Regions from separate parts of the Anas platyrhynchos genome. Here region 2 is linked to region 1. The links are chromatin contacts, called in public Hi-C maps. All regions are on one chromosome and are shown on one strand. Each heading gives the region's core, a stretch centred on a gene start, on an enhancer-like site or on the middle of the called end of the contact. The rest is flanking DNA. Distances are from core to core; before and after follow the strand shown. Region 1 overlaps PCNX1 (pecanex 1). Region 2 holds the start of MED6 (mediator complex subunit 6).

The links. Hi-C and Micro-C count contacts between places; a contact is called where the count stands out from the background.
Region 2: a Hi-C map of subcutaneous adipose tissue shows a contact between it and region 1, with 1.8 times the contacts expected there. The contact joins the promoter of MED6 here to the enhancer-like site in region 1. A contact is called at or near these places in 2 of 8 Hi-C or Micro-C datasets (liver and subcutaneous adipose tissue).

The regions. Positions count from the first base shown.
Region 1 is chr5:36,224,716-36,232,323 of IASCAAS_PekinDuck_T2T, forward strand. It overlaps PCNX1 (pecanex 1), which reads right to left. Exons shown (of 36, transcript XM_038179407.2): 18 at 6,345-6,450; 19 at 3,971-4,063; 20 at 3,423-3,573; 21 at 2,696-2,837; 22 at 1,159-1,336; 23 at 662-770; 24 at 1-74. Among named protein-coding and RNA genes, the nearest start is that of PCNX1, 60 kb to the right of the region's middle. Within about 2 kb of position 4,871, at least 3 of the 8 cell types and tissues checked have an H3K27ac peak or open chromatin away from gene starts, as enhancers often do. A contact at or near this core is called in subcutaneous adipose tissue, where this site is marked.
Region 2 is chr5:36,428,941-36,436,548 of IASCAAS_PekinDuck_T2T, forward strand. It overlaps MED6 (mediator complex subunit 6), which reads left to right and starts at 3,768. Exons shown (of 8, transcript XM_027458650.3): 1 at 3,768-3,921; 2 at 6,122-6,281; 3 at 7,310-7,401. The coding sequence starts at 3,900.

The sequences.
Region 1 (7,608 bases), core at 3,621-6,120:
ACTTCCCAGGAAAGGATTCAGTGGAGTAGAGAAGAAAGCTGACACAGCTGCTTGGACAAACAACATTGCAGAATCTGTAGGATAAGGATTAAGGAAGGCAAAGCAGCAAAAACTTTTTTCAAGCTTCTATAATAGTACATTAAGTATACAGCAACACCAAGTAAGCATAAAACAAACTCCAAGAATTTTTGTGCAGCAACATTTTTACAATCTCCAGCTATAGAGGGCATTATTCTTGCTTTTACAAACAAATAGGTGACAGTTTGGCATTGGACATGCTGATAATTTTCTGAAAATTCTACAGAGAATACTAACTTAATATTCCATTCAAACCAGTCTACACAAGCAATACTCAAAATCCCAGATCATATAGCTCATGACTCTTGAAAAAGGGAAACGACTGTCAGAAGAAAAGCTATGTCACTTTCAGAATGAAGTAACTCCTACTTTATGTTTCTTTTATGTTAGAATTCTGTTCCTGCTTTGTCTGCTAGCGTAAAACTCACATCATTGCAGCATGGTCAAAAGCATGTACAGCTTTTCATTAATGCTCATCGGATAAGCCTGCTCATTCAGTAGGTATAATACATAACCATTATAATGCAACACTGAGAATTCATAAGACATGATTTCACAAAAAGTCAGCATTTTTAAAGGATACGTGGCACAGCAAAGGGTTGGGCAAAAGCATGGAAGGCAGATCCCCATGTGATCTGCCAGGGAGCAATGTAGGTATATACAAATCTCAACTTATAAAAGAGTTCCCAAAGCTGTGGAAAAGAAATAAAAGAAAAATAAGTTATTTTGCTAAAAATCAACATGCTTTGTAGTACAGCAATATATCCTGAGGAGTTTACTCATTCCCCCAGAGTTCTTTCCGGTCTACCAGAAGCCTTTAGACTTACAAAAAAGATGCAATGAGGAAGCAAGTGACACAATATGCACTACATCGTTCTACTAACAGAAACTCATGAGATTTTTAGAAAGATGCATATGCTGTATCAGGCAAACAAATGCTTTGAGAAGGAGAAGTCTTAAAGGTCTTATAGCATATAGATTAAAGTGCCAATAGGACTATGGATCTGGATTGGATCAGTTATCAGTTAAGAGTATAGCCAGTTTTCCCTTTTGGATGACCAGAAACAGAGAGTTAGTTACCTTGCTGAAGAGTATGGACATGAAGAAGAGATCTAGCAGCATGGTCTCAGTAAAACTTTTGTAATCAAAAGTAAAGAAGAGCACTGTGAAAATAACAGTGACATACTGGCACGTTGGGCTACTGAATGATGAACGCAGTAACTTCAAGCCAGCTATTGTGATCATTAAAGCACCCAACCTGTGAAGGAAATTCACAGAAAACAGTTATCTGCTGTCTCAAGGGGTTTATAGACCACTTAAATTGTTGCTGTCTTACAATGCCAATCTCTTCAAACTCAAGGTTTAGACTTGTTCATTTGTCTTGCATGGTGGTGGTGGTGCCTGTATTAGTTCTATTTATTCTTTAAAGGCAATTTCAGACTTCAAGAGGTTACTATCCAAGCCTCTCTATCAGCATTTTCAAGCCAATTTAGGTTCAAATACTGTTATTTGAAAGACTCCTACTAAAGAAAATCAAAGGTGAAATATCCCTCTGCTCTGAGCATAAGGCCTTAAATTTAGGTCATCAATATAAAGATGCAAAAATGCTGGAATTGCTCTAGATTAATCAGCAAGAGAATGTTACTGAATACTGGGTTGTTTCCAACACAACTATACTAATCTAACTTACAGTGGGAGAAACACAACGGTGATTCTTCCTCCACCTCCCAGAGCTACTGACAGATCAGATGGTTATAAAAATAACATTACGTAAATGGCAATATTCCTACCAAAGCCCTGTAGAGTGACAAAAGTAATTAACCTAATGCTATAACTTAATAGACCAGGGATTAAACTAAAAACAAAGCAATAAAGACCGTCACCACCACACATACCTAAAAAAATGATTTTGTTTTAAGGTGTGTGTTTTTTTTTCCCTACAGTACTTCCATTTTAAATCAACAGAACTTCAAATCAAAAGAGGCCACCTGGTCACTGTTCTTGGACACAAAATCTGCAGGGCCTATTACTGAACTCACTTTGTTGAGACAGTCAGATACACTGCTTGAGGAATTATAATCAAGTCTCAATTTAAGAGGCAGTGTGCAATTCCATCTGGCTACAAATTGCATTAAGGGGCTGGAAGGTCCTGGGAATTTTATGATGAGTGTGGAAAGCTGCACAGGGACTGCAAGCTGGCACATCAACTGATGGGATGTTACATAAGTCTTCTGTTTACATTGGACAAAATACCTAAATGTATTGTCACTATCTTGAATTTGCAGTCTGTGTAGTTATATTGCAGACTCTCAAGATCAACAAGGACATTCTGATATCGCACCTCTACATAGACTGCAAATTGCAGAACTTTATTGTATACACTACGATTTGAGTAATTTATCTTTGCATTGATTCCTGATTTAAAACTGTAATATTCCATTCAGTTTAAGCCAGCATGGTGACTCTGTTCTATATATGCTTTCATATAAAGAGAACTTGCATTTATTCCTTGCTGTATTTGAGCCAATAGCATTACTATCTTGCTACTGAGTCCACAACTCACTATTTCCCACCACAGTAGACATACTCGGACGACTTGATAGCCTTTTCTACTTACTCAGTATCCAGTTTCTTTGGACTAGCAATATTCTTAGCGCTGCTACTAAGCTCATTGAGGACTATCAGTGGATAGATAACATTTTTCTCTACAAAAAGGAGCCAAATGTGAAGTTTCTCAAACCACATAACGTGTGCAGCATCTATCAGGAAATATTAAAAAGAAATCAGATTGTCAAATCAAACTCAAGTAACAGAATCCAAATTCTTGATCCAAGTCATTTATGATTAAACAATGAAGAAAAAAACTATTCATTTAGATAGAGTACAACTTTTTTGCCCAACAAGTGAACGGTATCAATAAGAATTAGGTCTATGTCAAGCTCAAGTCTCCAACAGCATTAACCATATCTAATCCTCTAAAGCACTTGAAAACTCAGTACCTTAAAGAAATACCTAGTGAACAAACACTCCAACTTTGCTAAAATTATTTAAGGCAATCATTATCACAAACTTTGAAACTTAAAATTTTGAAGACTGTGTGGAACTGCTCTGAAATACTGTAAGCACATGTAATATATTTTCCTCATGCTTTGATTCCATGACACTTTATATATATTTGAAATGATGATGCTCTGAGAAACTTAGACATAACTATATCATATCACGAAATGCTCCACTAGAGTATAACAAATAATAAAGCAAAAATATGAAGCATATAAACAACTAATACAAATTAAGTCAGCTGCAACTGAAAATTCAAAAATAGTATCATTAATGATACTTACTTCGGACTTCAAACTGATAGTATTCCTTGGTTTTCAGCAGTGGGTGAGAAAAGCAATGCCAAGGAAGTTGCTTTCGGAGTTGAGGCAGAACATAATGGGTCACAAAGCCTACCGTACCCACCAATGCATAGAGAACATAACTTAAAATAGGCTAAACAAGAGAAGAATTGAACAAATTTAGGTTTGTGTTTTATAAAAAAAATAAGAATCTTACATTAATAACGTAAGAGCTTTGAGCATTTTTTCCTCATTCCAAAATGATTCTGACAGTAACTTATCTGAGACAGATGAAGAGAGGGCATTTTATGTGTTAGAGACTCAAAAATACAGAAGAAAAAAAAAACAAACCCACACACCTGAGAAAGGGAGGAAGATTTCAAACACATAAAAGTGAAATGTGAAGATCTCCTGTCATGTACTTGGTACTTGTCAAATTATATATTTAAAGACCATCTAAAACTAGTCAGGAGAACGATGCATACGAGTACTAGATAGCATTAGAACATTTGTATGCAGCAAACACTGGCAGATTTGATGAAACACCTTACCTGTAAAACTGTAAATACTGTACTGACATGAATTGCAAAATAGAGTACACCGATGACTATACACACAATCAGGTCAGACTGCAATCTTTCACTCTGGAAAGTGAAAACAAAATAATTTTAGAAAACACAAGCTTTGGTTTTTCTCTTCAGAATCTTAATCCTCACCAGCAATAACAGTGAAACTGCTTAAAGGATTTTCAAATGGTGCCAGTGTTAGTTACTTCCACTGAAGTTATTAGAAATTTCACAAGGTAAATCTTATGGCCAAGTGCATTAGTAAAAGAAAGTTAATAACCACAAAGACACCTACTCAAAGTGGGACAAGAGAAGTTAATATACACAGTATCTTCTATCCCTCTCATTCTGGATACTGAAGGGATATAAGGACCCCCTCTATAGCACTAAAAAAAGAGCTAGAAGGGCTAACCAGATTTCCCATTTATGATCTATGAATTGCTATGGAGCAATTAAGAGCTCTGGAAGACAGCTGCCTAGACAAAGCTAAGTATCTGGTGGAAAAACAATAACGCTCTCTTTCCCCCCCTCTCCTCTACAGAAGGAGTGAAGGATAGCTTTAAAATGACCCTGAGGAATGAGCTTGCATTTTCTGCTGTCCTTAAGAGAGTAATCTATTTGTTGGGAATGGGAAGAAAACAACAAGCCGATTAGTGCCAGACTGAGTCACAAGAGGGCGATACATACTCAGGGTCACTTGAAGTCAGAATCTTCCCAGTTTAGACCTGTTCTCACTCTGAACACAGCATTAGTATTTTCATACCAGGAAAACATTACAGGATTAACTACTCTAAAATTGGCAAAATCAGTTACACGCAGCAGTTACTGCTTCAAGATCCTAAACTCTTGGCACATAGCTTATTTTTTCAGAAGACAAGAAATCCTGATTTTTAAAGACACCAAAAGAAAGAATACATCATCATCATCCTTCAGCCCTCACACTCTCCAAGCAACTAAGATATAGTTTGAGAGTTAAAGCTCCTAAGGTCTGTCTCTCAGAGTAATGGTAAAAAAGACTGCAGTTTCTCTACTTTATATGTCTCCTTGCAGTTTCTATACATTAGATCTTGTGCTTGTCTGCTGTATGAGAAGCCTGTCTACACAGTTACTCCCCTAGAGACAGCACCCATGCAAGGTTAAACAACTGTTTGACCTTTCTTTGTATAATTGAATTTCCTATGTCTTTTACTTACTGCACCATTGCATGTACAAGAATAATGTGCTGAAGCAAACAGAAGAGGTTACATCTGCTCTTTAAAAGACTTTCCACCATTTCAAGTTTTTGCCCTTCTGGAACACAAGCACACAGCTTTTGCTCACAATTACTTGAAATACTGAGGTACTACACTATTACTCCCATTAATCTTTCCCAGTGCACTTCCACGAGTATCTCTTGCTATTGACATGAGCTCAAAGAAAATTCAGGGATCCTTCACTGAATGTAACACTAGGGAAATTCCAGTTGTTCCATGTCTCCATCTGAATAACTTAAATTGCACTATAAACATATTCTTAGTATAGTACATTGGTTCATTTACAGATTTAAAAGAATCGTCACTTTTATAGGTAGCACTAAAATTGTACAACAGTGCAGAGGAAGTTCTGCTTACAGAGGTTTACCTTTGTAACAAACAGGGTTTAATAACTAGATGCACACATTTTTATATTAAGAAACTGACCCAGTATCATTCCTTAGGCTGAGTGAGCTGTCTGTCAAAGCAAGCATACAGTTGCAGTTTCTCTCTCAGATGCTGAATTTTTAATTAAAAACAAACATTGCAACTAATTCCATTCTTAAAGATTTCTTCTCTCCAGCATTGTATACTGCATTTTCTTGCATAAAGTTCATAGGTTGCCTTTCTAAAATCTCAGCTCAGGAGTGCAGGCTTGTATATGCACGAATTCATGTACAAGTAATACAGAGGGAACTTAACCCTCTATCACAGCATGGACTAGGAGTCCTTTTTTCTGTTTTTCTTTTATATGCAATAGCATCTTCTGTGATATGGGAGCACCACGCTCCTTATCAACAAGAATGAACTCCTCCCATAATACAAAACGAGTCTCTTTCCCTTGATACAGATTACCAGATTTTTCCAGAAATATCTAGTATTTTATCTAGAAATATCTAATATTTTCAATAAATTGTTATTAATGGGTTGTGGGTTACATGAACAAGATATATACTGCACTTAAAATTCTTAAAGCTACTGAGACTTGATTATTATATTTGTGCTCTGATATCCAATCCTAATCAACACCATGGTAACTGACAAATGTGAGCCAAGTAAGATCCAGACTAATGCTACACTGATCAACATAAGTAAAGGCTTAGACAACAAAATGAATGTCTGCTTACCACAGAGTTTCTAAGCTTTTCAGGTAAAGGATCTTTCACTTCAGACAGAGGATCCTCAGGGTTTTTGTCTTCAGAATTAGGAAAAAATTTTGATTGCACTAAAGAGCTTAAAAAAAAAAAGGCAAAAAAAGAACCCATTGAAAAGAATGCATTGTTACTCTTTTAAAAATACATAAAGCAAAGTCAGAAGTTCTGTTAAAGTTTTATTGCAATAAAAAGCAATACTAGCATATTAGTATTTTCACATGGCTGACCTAATTTACAAAGATGAGATCTCAATTTTATAAATGAACCAGTTCTCTGGTTGCACACAATGGCCACCATTAGAGATAGAACTTAGATGAGTAGCCAGATCTTATTTAAACAGCAGTTTCTCCAGTACCAACAGGGGTGACTGGACAAATACTGAATTCATAAACTGACATCATACTACTCATGAAACTAAACTTCAGCATGCAACTGACAAAAAAAGTTAACATACTCCGAAGTTGGAGCCTATTTGTTAACACAAATCAGGGAATTCTTTGTTCCAATTGAACTCCAACAGGGGAAAAAAAAAGTATTATCTGTGTTAGTCTGATTAATTCAGGAATGAGCTACGCTGACTAAACTGCTACATTCTTATCAGGCTTTGTTGGTACTAAAAACCCAAAAAACTTGTACCTAAGTTTTCAGAAGACCATATGCAGCACTGCTAGCCATACCTGTATGCTTCAAAGTCCCTTGCAATTATTTTTGCACTAATTACTGCAAATAAATATTTATTTGGTCCCCCCAGTCTCCTTCCTGTATGAACACTCAGATAAAAACATCATCGCCCCATCCACAGAAGAGGTCCCCATATGCTCCAGAGTGCTACTTTTCTATTTCATCCAGCATTATGGCTAAATTTAAATCAAAGTTCAAGCTCTGCCTAATCCAAATACATGACAACCGAGCCTCTACTGGCTGTTCTATGGGAGGTGTTTTTTCTACTAAAACTATTTTGTTTTACATACATAATTATTAATTCAATCAGAAGTACTCTCATCAATACTCCAACTCAGAAGAGCATTGTGACCGCTTCCCATCTTAGATGGGAGCACTAATCACCAAAACAGATTCTTATTGTGTTGTTTCCAAGATCAAATATGAATTAGTGCTTTGAGCACACATTCAACGGAAGAACACAGCAGTGAATTAAGTGGGAAAAGCACAGTTCAAAAAATCCACATGTGGCCTTCAGCTTAAGCTAGTGTTTTCAGCACCTCTTTAATTACAGAAA
Region 2 (7,608 bases), core at 2,518-5,017, 200 kb after region 1:
TATGAGATGTGTTAAAATGCTCTGAGGATGCCAGCAGTCGTACTCGTACCGTCCCTCCGCTTCCCTGCTGCTTGCAGCAAAGAGCTGATAGCAGTGAGGGGGACCCAGTTTTGAAGAGGGCACCAGCTGCACCCATCATTGCAGCCACTTCAGTTAGATCTTCCCTGTGGCATTTTTCCAGTAGAAAAAAAAAAAAAAGAGCACACAAGCCTGGCTATTTTTTTCTACAGTCAATGCATGTGATTAGCAGTATTTATAAAAACTGTGCATAAAACAGTAGCTCAGGAAAAGGAAAAGTACAGGCAGATGCGCTGAACAAAAGAAGAAATTAACAGACTTTGAAGTCAGCAGAAGTGCCTGATTAAGGATGTAAAGAACAGATTTTGCACTTTGCCCATGTTATGTGTTTCTAAAGCATCATTCCACAATGCATTTTGAGGCCTGTGGGAAGCTATGCTGTAAAGGACTACGTGTGTAGTATCATCTAAAGATACTGTGGACATTGTCACTCTTTTTAGGGTGGATACAAGGAAATCTCACCAGCAAAAATGTTAAAGCAAAATAAGGGGATCAAACTCAATCACTTAAACCTTCCCCTTCTCCCTTTAAAATGTTGTGTTTTCAGTATTTTCTTTGCATTACCCGTAATTTTCTAGCACCGTTTTTATTACCCATAAATTTCTAGCACCATTTTTTTTTACCAAAACAAAGATAAAAGCATTTAAAATAACATTTTCCTATTCCTATTTACTATAAAATCGATAGCAACTCACTCATTTCATATGTAATTGAAGCCCTGCAATTTTGCATTAGCATAGGAATTTAAATTTCCCTTGCAATTCACATGAGAGCTAGGTTTGCACAGAACAGTTAATAGGACTTGGAGCTTGTTACTATCAAACTGTGAATTCAAACATAGGCTGGCAGAATCCAAAATGCCGTGATGATCTCGCTGTTCAGCAGCCTCTAATATGTTTTGGAAACTGCCCAGAATATAATGAGAAGGATACAGAGACAGTGCTTTTTACCTGATGGCATATAGCTAGTTTGTTTTTTCTGCCACTGCGGTCTGCTAGAGATGTGCAGAGAGACAGCTTTCCTTCCATTTGTAGATGCAGTCCTCTCAATTTAGCTGTGTTTTTTTGAGACAATGAAGGGAGTCCTTGCTAGTGTCCCTGTTGTACCCATAAAGTGATCGGAGCATTCAGCACTACTGGTCCTGCATCCACTGGAGATACAGCAAGTTGTAAATTAGGAGCAGTCGCTTTTGTTGTACGTATTCTATGTATAGATATGCCTAGCACAGAGGGTCACATTAGGACATGATTCCTCATTAGCTCTGATGGGAGAAGTACATAGAAATAATTCTGCTGGGGGGAGGATGATATTAAATGACATCCAAACAGAGGGGCATGAAAGGATGCCAATTTTTATCCAAGTATTTTATGCATCTTTAAAACACACAGATAAATCCCTTGTGATTATGTCTAGATATCCATTCCTTAAGGTGCCTTTCTTTGACATTAAAAGCTGCGTGCATAAATTCCTCATTTTACCTACAGCATTCATCAGATCTCCATCCATAATCCACACCTCCTGCTAACAAAGACAGAACAAAAATGCTCATTAGGAGTCCTGCTTCAAAGAAGGCCGAGAGAAAAAAAAATCCTAGACTTTTATCCCGCGGTAGAAGGTGAAAATGTTACCAGATGAACAATTCTTTCCAGCAGTGCTTCAGCTAGTCTCACCATGTAATGGAAGATTTATTATAAGCCATCAAACACCATTATTTCCAATACAGGAGTCTGCTTTTCAGCCCCTCACGCATCCAAAGACATACTTGCTCAGGAGAGGTGCAGAGTCAGCAGGAAAGATGGACAACATGAATAATTTAAGTGGAAGTCAAGTTCCCATTTGGTGCTTCAGAGAAATGGTTTGCACAAAAATGTAACGAGTTGGGGCATCACATACACTCCAGAAAGTTGGCTATTATTTGGCATTTACGCTCTCCAGGAGGATTGGTCACGACAGGGGTATTTAAAATTTGTGGTTTAGAATGGCAACCTATTATAATATTATTTGGAAACATTCTGCTGTGGATATCTTTGGAGAGAAGTGTTTGACCAAGACATGAAACTGCTAACAACTAGCAGTAAACTGAGGAACAGGGGTCTGCAGTGCATGTGCACATGTGAATTACATGGTGGGAAAATATGTCTACAAAATATTATCTCAGTAACAAGGGCTCAGCTGGCAAAGCTGAAAAATTAAGATTAGCTTTGATTTTTAATGCAATTAAAGACTATCATGTGCTGTTAAAGACTGTATCATGTGCCAGGTTTTCATGGATTCCTTCTGCATTCAGAGTTCAGGATAGATGGTGCTTTTCTGTTCAATACTTTGTTTTCTGCCACTGTTTAATCATGTTTATTTATGCACATTATTTTTTGCACATTAAGCAAATCCTGCTTTGAAGAGAGAATTATTAATTTCCTCGTGACACTCACCACCCCAGCATCGTTATGTTTTTTTGAGACATTAATACATTTATTTCCACAAACCTCTCTGAGTTAAGGGACCAGATATCACCCTCCCCCCCCCATTTCAGAGATGCAGCCTTGAGGCACAGAGATTACAAATATCTCATTTGGGGGTTTAAAATGAGATGGATATCAGTGAACTCGGCTTCTCAGAGTACAGAGAATTATAAAACATGCAAAATATGACAACTATAACTTTTTTTGCAGTGGGTGCTCAGTACGCCTATAAGTCAATTCCTTGGCGTCTGACTCCAACAGATGATGAACGAGATTACTGGACAACTGTAACGGTCAGAGCTTTGTTAATATAAGGTAAGACTGTATTACTGGTAAGAATAGAGTCTAGTTCTCTAAGGCAGCATTATTTTGCCTCACCTATTTATCTTGTCACTTTCTGTAATGTTCACTTAGTACTTTGACATCTTGCAACTTTGGAAATTGGTAAAACAAATGATCTGCAGGCAGCTCTCCTTCACAGAAACCAATTTCAGTATATTTGCAAGTCATATATCAACTCCAACATCAACTCCGACATATTGAACAAGACAGAAATCTTGGAGGGGAGGAATGTTTGTGTGATTCAGTCCATCTCATAATGCATCTGTGCAAGAGGATCAGATAAAGTGCAAATAAGCAACCTCAGTTCTGGTTTGTCCTAACTGTGTTCAGTTTGGGGCCCCTCGGTACAAAAAGGTCATGGAGGCCCTGGAGTGTGGGGCTAAGAAGGGCTAGGAAGTTGATGAAGGACCTTGGAGCACAAGTCTTGTGAGGAGCTGTGAGGGCACTGGGGTTGTTTGGTCTGGAGAAGAGGAGGCTCAGGGGAGACCTTACTGCTCTCTGCAACTCCCTGAAAGGAAGGGGTGGGGAGCTGGGGGTCGGCCTCTTCTCACAGGTAACTGGCGATAGGACTAGAGGGAATGGCCTCAAGTTGCGGCAGAGAGGTTCAGGTTGGAAATGAGGAGACATTTCTGCTCAGAGCAGTCAGGCATTGGGACGGGTTGCCCAGGGAGGTGTTGGAGTCACCGTCCCTGGGGGTGTTCAAGGAAAGGTTGGACGTGGTGCTTAGGGACATGCTTTAGTGGGTGACATTGGCGGTAGGGGATGATTGATGACCAGAGGATCTTGGAGTTCTTTCCTATCCTTAATGACTCCGTGATCCTATTTTTCCACCTGCTGAATTCAGCTCTTCACCCCATAACCCCCACGGCCAGCCCTTAGGACGGCAATCCGAGGCAACGGCATGTGGCGGCCTCCAGCCCCCTCACGCAGCGGGGCCGCCGCCATCCGCGCCAGCACCGCCCGGCCTGGCGGGGCGCTCCTCCCGCCGCCGCCGCTTCCGGGCCTCGCTGAGGCGGCGCCATGGCGGCCGTGGATGTGAGAGGTGCGGCCGGGACGGGGGAACGGGGGATCAGGGGGTCTGGGGGGATCAGGGGGGAAGCCGCGGAGCCCTTCTGGAACGGGAGGGGGTTGGGTGGGGGTTCCGGCATGGGGACACGAAGAGAGCGCTCCGGGGAGCGGGAGGGTGAAAGGTAAACGACGGGTTGCGTCTGGGCGGGTGAGTTGCTGAGGAGGTGGGGATGGGGGGGGGACCCCACCAAGAGCAGCCCTGCTGGGTCTGAGAGCAGTTGGGATGCTTGGCATTGAGCAGGTGCGGGGGCTGAGCCTTAGAGCACACCCTTACATCCAGTTTTGTCGTTTGTTGATCGGTCTGTGCCTGTCATCGGGAGCTCAGCTCAGAGCCCCTTTGAGAGCAATCCACACAAGCAAGAATATTTGAAATGTAATAGGAGGGTGTATTATGGCAAGAATGCAAGTGCTTAAGGCTTTGATTTTGTTGGGAAGGAAAGTTTGTCTTTGGTTTTAAATTGCATTTAGGATAATCAACGCTACTACAGCTTAAGCGCTTAATAAAGGTGCATGCTATGTACTGAGATTCCTTTTTTTTTTTTTTTTTAGGGAAGATAATGGTGTATGTGGAAAAAAAAAATATGAATGCCCCCTGTTCTATGAAGTAGTTAGGCTGGCAAGCCTGAGATTGACAGGGCAAAGCGATTTACTTGTGATTATTATCTTGCGTTTTTTCCTGGCTTGTGGGGCAGGCAGTGTTACTTAGCAGCTGCCCTGAGGAGCAGCTATCAAACAGTGTATGAGCTGACGTTTTGGAACTGAGCTGGCCATCCTCGGACGTAAAGAGCTTCTGCAGAAGTAAAACATTCACAGTGGAGTGTTGAGTTGGCAGATAATGTGTGCAAGTGGAGGAGTGGTTCCTGTGAGAAGGGAGTTCCCAGTTGTTATTCAGTCTGTGGTGGCTTCTCATCACTTACATTTTGTTGTTTTTTAATTCTAAGCATCACATCCCTTTGTTGCCTGCTTTCTCATGTCTCATGAATTGCTTGCTGTTACCAGAATTAAAATAGCTGAATTTCAGGGTGCCTCATGTTAGCAGATTTGTTGGCTATAGAACCAGTTGCTGACTCTGGTTTCTTTGGTCTGTCTTTAACTTTGACAATTCAAGTACTTGAGGAACATAATTTTGCTGCAGTGTGATTGTAAAATTCAATGACTTAAATTCAGATGTCCCCACATGTATAGAAACATACCTGGCATGTAAAGATTTCCATGTTACAGAGTGTATTTCATTTATAAAGCTTGCTTTTTCTGTGTGGTTGTGAATACCTGCATAGTTAGATTTCTGTAAGCCCTGAGATACTGAGTAAGTAATTTGCCACAGAGTATTTGGCAAATTGCTGTAGAATCTGTTGTTTGTGAATGCTGGGAAACATGGGACCAAAGTTAGTATCTTTATTTTCTGGTGTGTTGTTTTTTTGGTTTATTTCCCCAGCATCAAACACAATCATTTTTGAAACATAATGGTATCAGATGCTGTGATATCACAGAGATTTATTTTAATAGCATAACATTGTAGAAATGTTAACAACACCGCTATTTTGTTTCATTATATAGATCTCTGTAATGTTTTACTTTTCAGTACCATGGTTTAGGGCTTGGAAACTATTTTTTCTCAGAAATAAGCTGTTTTAAATGTTACCAGGCTCAGATTTAGTGTAATGTTTCTCACTTTTTTTCCCCCAGTAATAGATTCTAGCTGAGTTCAGTAAATTCAGCTTACCAAAGATGTAGGTTTCATCAATGCCTTTGTTATTCTCTCTACTCAGCAAATGCTGTTGTTCCTAAAATAAATCTATATGATACTACTAAGTAGGTTTAAGATGATACGCAGTGTAAGTTAACCAACTCCCACCAACCCATGCGTGCATGTGTTCACATGCCTGCGTGCAAGCACCCTGCTCCATTTTTGAGATGTTAAAGGTATACCAGCAGCTAGTAGTGAAGAAAAGCAAAATGCAATAATTAAACAAGATTGTATTTCTGTTGTGTATGTAGAGTAGAACTGCAGAAGGCTAAAGGATACCAGTTATGATTTGAACTCTAAAATGCATTTTTAATTCAAACTGGTTTGTGGGGGGCTGCTGTAATCATTAACTGATGGCAATCTACTCTTGGAGATGTTTGCAGTGTTCCTGCCTGCTTTGGTACTCACTGTAAGTTACTCTTCCCAGATAACCTCTTGGGAATTTCCTGGGTGGACAGTTCCTGGATTCCAATCCTAAACAATGGGAGTGTGTTGGACTACTTCTCGGAGCGAAGTAACCCGTTCTACGACCGAACATGTAATAATGAAGTTGTCAAAATGCAGCGGATGACCTTGGACCATCTGAAGTAAGTTGCAATCTGGAACTGCTTCCCACTAGCGTCATTTGTCCCTCCATCCAGAGGCTTTGATAGTTGAACAGAAGCATGCTGGAAACATCATGTTCTGTGCTTTGTAGTCCCACTGCTTGCCAGGGAGCCCAGCTTCTTCTTTTAATTAGAATACTTAGGTGCCTTCTACTTCCTTTCATGCCACCATGCCATTTCAAGGAGTATTGAGCGTGAAGGATTCTAGCTATATCCTGAGATTCTAGTAAATCACCTTTTAGAAATTTCTAATTAGAAAATCTGTCTTCTTTCATTGTCCCAGCTCAATGGAAACTGGGCAGTGGTAACATCTTTTAAGTGTTTTTTCTATGGTCAGTAGGGTTTATGTTAGGGGATACTTTGCATTCATAAGTAGTTTGCGATTCCATGTTCCATTGCCTCCTTGCCATAATTAGTACAGAATTCCTCCGAGGAGCTGGCTTTTTAGTACGGATAATAAAAGTATTGAGTGTTGTAAATAAACTGATCACAGATGGTTGTGTGATGGGATTGCAGCATGTGCAAGTTAACTTTCTTTGCAGTTTCCCATCTGCTACACTGAGCACAAGTGAGATATTCGCGAACTATTTAAAGACTACAATGTGATAAGAAGTGTGCAAGCTGAGCTAAAAGTTCATTGGTAAAGCCACTTGTGTTTGGATGTGCTTGCAGAGAGGCTTTCAAGTGAGAGACACAGATGGTCACATCAAACACTGGTCCTTTGTTTCTGTGTTTAGATGACATCTTTGTGTTAATAGATTGTGTCATCTTTCTTGCTCGTTATTTGTCTGCTAATGTGTTCAGCTCGGATGTGTGAGGTGTTGCAATTCCCTTTTTATACGCAGGTAGGTTTTAATAGCTAGCTCAGGAAATCCTGTGCCTTTATTTACTGAGCATTATCAATAAGCTTCCAAAGCATTTATCCCTGTGCTGCCAGACCCTTGATAGCTCTTCACATCCCACAGATTTTGCTTTGAGAAAGATTTTTATTCTGGTTGTTTCTATTTCAGCCAGATGGTTGGAGTGGAGTACATTCTTCTTCATGCTCAAGAGCCCATTCTCTTCATTATCCGAAAGCAGCAAAGGCAATCTCCAACACAAGGTAAGGTCGCTTGCTTCTTGCCACTCTCGAGAAGGCCAGTCAATTAATCCCTTTTATCTGTTTCTAATTTGTTTGAGCACTTCTGGCTCCTCTTTTCTGTTGTTATCTTAAACCTAAGTATAAGGTTAGGAGGCTTTGTATCAGAGGTGGGGTGGAGTTAACTATGTCTAGCAGGGTGACCTCTGGTGTGTTCAGAGCAGGGATTGC